Linked DNA regions of Sus scrofa: region 2 is linked to region 1. The links are chromatin contacts, called in public HiChIP or PLAC-seq maps. All regions are on one chromosome and are shown on one strand. The core of a region is the stretch at or near the end of the contact, and the rest is flanking DNA. Distances in the headings are between cores, read along the strand shown.

Region 1 (2,700 bases), core at 77-2,576:
TCAGGGCAATGCCAGATTCCCCACCCACTGACGAGGCCAGGGATCGAATCTGAATCCTCATGGATACTTGTCAGATTCGTTTCCATTGCACCACAGTGGGAACTCCTACACAAATTATTTTACTTCTAAGTTAGAAAGTGGTAATACCTGAATGAATATATGAAGAATGTTCAGAAAGCACAATGGACAATAAGTAGAAGGAAAATTTTTTCTAGAGGGAGATGTTACTTCATTCAGTTTTAATGGATAGAATTTCAACATCCTGAGATGAGCGGGAGAGGAGGGTATTCCAAGCAGAGACATGAGCCTTTACAGAAAGGTAAGGAGTAGTTCAACAATGAGGTGCTTCACATGGTCTGGTTCGTTACGGGTGAAAGGAGAATGAAAGGTGGGCAGCAGAAAAGAAACTTAAAATTCTGAATCCAAAGTTAATAAATTTGGCCTTTAATCTACAGACAACCGGAAGCCAGTAAAGATTTTCAATCACGAGTGTACCTGAAGATGACTACGCCTGCAGCAAAGTGTAAGATGGGCAAGTAGGCGAGTGAGGCTAGAGGAAGGGCATTAAAAAGACAGGAATTGCATTCCTTCGTTCCAGGGGATGATAACGAGAACTTTGAGTAGGCGGAGGAAGTAGGTAAAGAGAGTGTTTGGATACTAGAATTACTGCCGGGCAGAATCGACAGTACTTGGCAACCGATGGGAACAAGGGAAAGAAATAGCATCAGATATAGACCACCAACGTTTCCAAGCTGTAAACTGATGAGAGTATTAACAGAAAGGGGTGCAGAGGCTGGAAAGTAATTTGGGACGGAGGAGACCAAGCTACATTTGGGAATATTCTGCTTTTATACACCTACAAAACATCCCAGAAGAAATGGCCAAGTCTCCTGGAGGTAGCCGGATACCGCCCACTTAAGCTGGAGCAGAGTGAGGAGGTTGAGGGGCGGGGTTCGGCAAAACCACATTCGAAACGGACTAGAGAAGTCTTACTACCGAGACCTGACCAGGCAGGGGTGAAAGGTGTAGGACCGCTGAAGTAATCCACTTTGTGGCCACCTTCACGGCCTGCACTCTCATCGCCTTCTTCAAGACTCCGGGAGCAGGCGGCCGGAAGTACCCTTTCTCTCCCTTCCAGGCACAGCAGTTCCAAAACTTCTGTCCCTACCCGTCACCAGCTCCCCGTCAAAGGGGCTGAAGAGACAGCGCTGCATCTCTTCCTGCACAGTCACCAGGCAGGCTGAAAGCGTGCCGAGGGCATCATCACCTTCACGTGCCACCTCACCAGCTTCGTGGAGCTCCGCGTGAGGATCAGAGCTGGAAAAGCTGGGAAAAATCCTCAGGGCGAGCTGAAGATACCGCGAGACCTCACAGGCCCGCCCCTGCGTTTGCGCGCCGGAAGCGGAAGTGAGGGGTGGTCGGACTCTGGCCGTAGTAGCTCTGTTGCCTTGGAGAGCTGAAGTGGTGAGTAGTCTGTGTAAAGAGCTACCCGGCTGGCGGTGGATTTCTTTGCATGTGTGGCGGGCGGAGCTCGGTCGGAGATGCACAGACACAGCCCTGGGCGGCGGAGTCTCCTTTCGGGGCCACGGGGAGGAGAGAGCCAGGCGGGCCCAGCACAGTGGCCCGCGAGGCATCCTCGGGCTCTGCCGTTCCAGGGCTGGACTCTTTCGCAAGACGGGAAGCTACACGGCCTCCGAGTTCCCGCGCGCCTGGCGTTTTAAGAAGCTTCGGAAAGGAGCACATCAATCAAAGCTTTTCATAGACAAGCACTGATGTGCTGTGAGAGAGGATGAAAAACGCAGTGGTTTTCGCAGTATCTTCGTCTCTTAGTTCTCTGGGTTCATCCCCCAAGGCAGCAAAACTCCATTCTGGTTAGTCATTTCCAAGGTTAGTGGCCCGCAGAGAAAGTTCTGTGTGGTTTTATTATAGAGTCGAGAAACTAGTAGTGTTCGAGTATACATCTGAAAGGCTGTACTCCTCCCCCGCCAAAGGAACAGTACATGTCTTGTGAAATTATTATTCATGGTCAAACTAGCTCATTGATTTTGAAGGCCCTGAGGACAAGTCTTGTAGCATCTTCTAGCTCTTCGCTGTCATTTTAGCTCCAGTTCCCTTTTCCAAATTAGCATTGGGAATCTTTGGAGCACTTTTAATCTAGCCACTTCCTTATTTAAGACCCTTATGGTTCCCGTTCCCAGGACACACATCTTTGAGAGTTTTCTTCAAGGAAGTAAAGGGTTTTTTTGTTTTTTATTTTCTTCTTATAGATCTAATCAACCTAAATATTAAATAGAACAGCTGCCTCAAATTCCTAGGGTAAGTAAAACTTGGAGCAATTAAAATTCTATTTAAATTTCATTCTCACGGGTAATGTTAATGATACACATTTGTTTATTTGTGGAAGGGGAGGTCCTGGGAGAAGGTATGCGTTGACTTACGATTCTCACTGCCTCTCTGGTTAGGTATGGGTCATCTTGCTGGTGATTTCCGTGATTCCTATAGAAATCTGGATATTATTTTACTTTGCTGAATTTATTTTAAATCTTAACTTGGATTGAGAATTTGACATGTTTGCCAACCCTAGACACATCAAAAGCCTGGTGTGTAATAAGATATACTCTAAGAGGGCAGAGGCCTCAAACATCTAGGTATTGTCTCTTGCATCCAAATAATAATCTTTGGTTTTGTTGGGACAAGTGT
Region 2 (2,700 bases), core at 37-2,536, 430 kb before region 1:
CAGGGCTGAGACCTAGAAGGAACAAGGCAGGCCCCAAATAGCAATGAGTTATCTCTCACTTTCCGTGCCTTTTCTCCAAGATTCTTAAATGAGGAAAAAAAAGGGTGGTGGGGTGAGGGGGGAAGACAGGGGACATAAGAGGACAGAACGGGATCTCACAAGTTCGCTATGTAGAAAACCTTAAGACTGGGTTTATACTTCAGAAATACCATGCTAGAGCAAATAAACCAGATGACATGGTAAGTCACCAAAGCAGCATCGTTACAGGCCCTCATGTGTAAAAGAGAATGAACTCACATGGGCCCAACAGGGAAGAACAAAAACTAACACACAGGCAGGTAGATCAGGGGCAAGTTCAGACTCAGCTAAGGTCTCCTTGAAAACCTTGTATCTCAAATGGTTCTCAGGAACACTGTTTTATCTTCTAAGATGAACCAGAGGCCCAGAGAAAGATCTACAAAGTTTACCTCGGGCACGTAGTTGTCTCTCCTCTCTCTCTCCTCCTCCTGCAGCTTAATGGAGATACCCCTCACTGGTCCTCTCTGAATCCGCTTCATCAGATGTGTGACATAGCTACAAAGCACAAATGTCCAGGAACACTGAGAAGGCACGCTGGCTCCCACTGGTACAGGGAACCTCTGGAGGAGTTTTAGTTCTTTCCACAGTGAGAAGGGAGAGGATTTACCATTTTAGGAGCCCTGATTCTGAATCTCCTGCACACACCCAACCCCTACACGCAGCTCCGCTTACACAGGCACGCCGGTCCCTTCGGGGTCCTATATCCTCTATGCAAATTCACTCTCCCAAGTTACTAAAACCTCCCAACAAACTTTCCTGCTCTCTCCCAGGAATCATTTTCTTTCCTCCGAGTTACAATCTACACAACTGAGCATTTAATCTCGTTGTCCTTTACTGTAAATGTCAACCTTCCAGGGATCGACCGTGGCCAACCTCGTCAAGTGCCGTCGCCCGTCAAGCCGCCAAACACAAAGCGAACACAAGACAACCGCTGCAAGAAACCCGGCAAATGCACACCCCCAGCGCCCCGCCCGAATCGGAGCCCAAACGGCCCCGCGGGGCCGTGGCTCCGCATCTCCCACCCGGCGCGGGAGCCGAAGGCCGGGCCAACTCACCCTGCGATCTTGTTGCGGAGCTTCTTGCTGGGAATAATGGCAATCTCCTCGCACACGCGCTTGTTGGTGTGGAAGTCGTTGCCCAGGCGCGTGTAGTACTTCTCAATGATGACCCGGGCAGCCTTCTTCACGGTCTTGGTGCGAACGCGCCCCTGCGGGTGGAGAAGACAGGGTCACTCCTGACTCAGGGTGCCCCTCCGGGAGCAGCGCGGGGACAGCCTGACTGGAGCGGGGTTCGCGGCCCGGAGCTAAGCCCGGGAGAGGGCCAGCCAGGTGAGGCTGGAGCGCCGGGTCAACGCGGAAACCAGCGGCCCACGGAGGCTTCGGCCTCACAGGCCCCGGCACACCGCCCTGCGGGCTGGGGGCGGTGGAAAGTGGCGGATGGAGGAGGATTGGAGGGATGGCAGCTTTGAGCCAAAACACCTACCATCTTGGCGGGTTCTCGGTAAAAGAGGAAACAGGAAGCACAAGAGAGGCCTATAAAGCGCAGGCCAGAAAGCCGCTTCCGCCTAGCCTGGGACTTGCTGAGCCGCCTCCAGGGAACCACAGCGACCCCTGGCAGAGCGGGGCGGAAGTGTGGCCGGAGCCGCCGTCCAGTAGGCGGAGCGAGTGCTTGAGCCTCCCCCTGATGGGTGGAGCTTACCTTCCACCTCCAGCCACGTCTAAGGCTGTCTTGGGCAGGCTTCTCAAGCCCGATTCTTGTGATTAGATCGCCGGAGTGCTCTACACTAGGAGTTGAACATCTCTTCTTCACAGGCCGAGGAGAAGGAGGAAGGCTTAAGAGCTCTAGCTAAGGCAGGAGCGAGGAAAAGTGAGGGGATGCGGATGGCGCCCGGGATAGGGCCGCCTCCCAGTGCTTGGGTCAGAGACTTGTCTAACCTTGCGTAGGTTAGACACAGGTGCAACTGGGAGAGAATTGTCTCACTTCTTCCCAGTCGTTTGCTCAGGTGTCACTATACCAAAGGGGCTTTCCCTACAGTTTATATAAAGTAGTACCGTTACCCTTTTAGTTTTTTAGCATCACTATCTTTTTTTTTTTTTTTTTTTTAACGGAGCGCAGCAGTAGTTCTCCTTGTGGTGCAATGAGATCAGCGGTGTCTCTGCAGCCACTGGGACTCAGGTTCCAGCACAGCACAGTGGGTTAAGGATTTGGTGTTGCCACCCTCAGATCTGATCCCTGGCCAAAGAACTCCACAAGCCTCAGGGAGGCCAAAAATGAAAAAAAAAGGGGGGGGTGTTCCTGGGTCAGGGATTGAATGAGAGCTGGAGCTGCGACCTACACTGCAGCTGTGGCAATGCCAGCTCCTTTAACCCACTATGCCAGGCTGGTAATTGAACCTGCACCCCCAAAAGGCACCCAAGCTGCTGCAGTTGGATTCTTAACCTATTGTGCCACAGTGGGAATTCCTAGCATTGCTATCCTTTTAAAGTTGCTTTGGTATTTCTTAGCACATGTCACAGTGACTTGTCTGTTTTCCCAGCCAAGAGTGAGTTCTGTACCCGTAAGAGCTGTTTTGCCCTTGAACAGTGCCCAGCAAAAAGTAAATTTCTCAAATATTTAAGTGAA

Evidence for each region. HiChIP or PLAC-seq counts read pairs in DNA pulled down with a chosen protein or histone mark.
Region 2: a contact with region 1 is called in an H3K27ac HiChIP or PLAC-seq map of alveolar macrophages. The contact joins the promoter of RPS17 here to the promoter of FAM103A1 in region 1. A contact is called at or near these places in 2 of 5 promoter capture datasets (fetal skeletal muscle and liver), 3 of 47 Hi-C or Micro-C datasets (embryonic fibroblasts, heart right ventricle and retroperitoneal adipose tissue) and 2 of 2 datasets of contacts at active chromatin or transcription factors (alveolar macrophages and skeletal muscle).

Annotation. Positions count from the first base shown.
Region 1 is chr7:51,952,231-51,954,930 of Sscrofa11.1, reverse strand. It overlaps FAM103A1 (RNMT-activating mini protein), which reads left to right and starts at 1,326. Exons shown (of 4, transcript XM_003128452.4): 1 at 1,326-1,464; 2 at 2,268-2,316.
Region 2 is chr7:52,384,928-52,387,627 of Sscrofa11.1, reverse strand. RPS17 (ribosomal protein S17) reads right to left here and starts at 1,286. Exons shown (of 4, transcript NM_001001634.1): 1 at 1,134-1,286; 2 at 468-573; 3 at 1-12. The coding sequence starts at 1,286.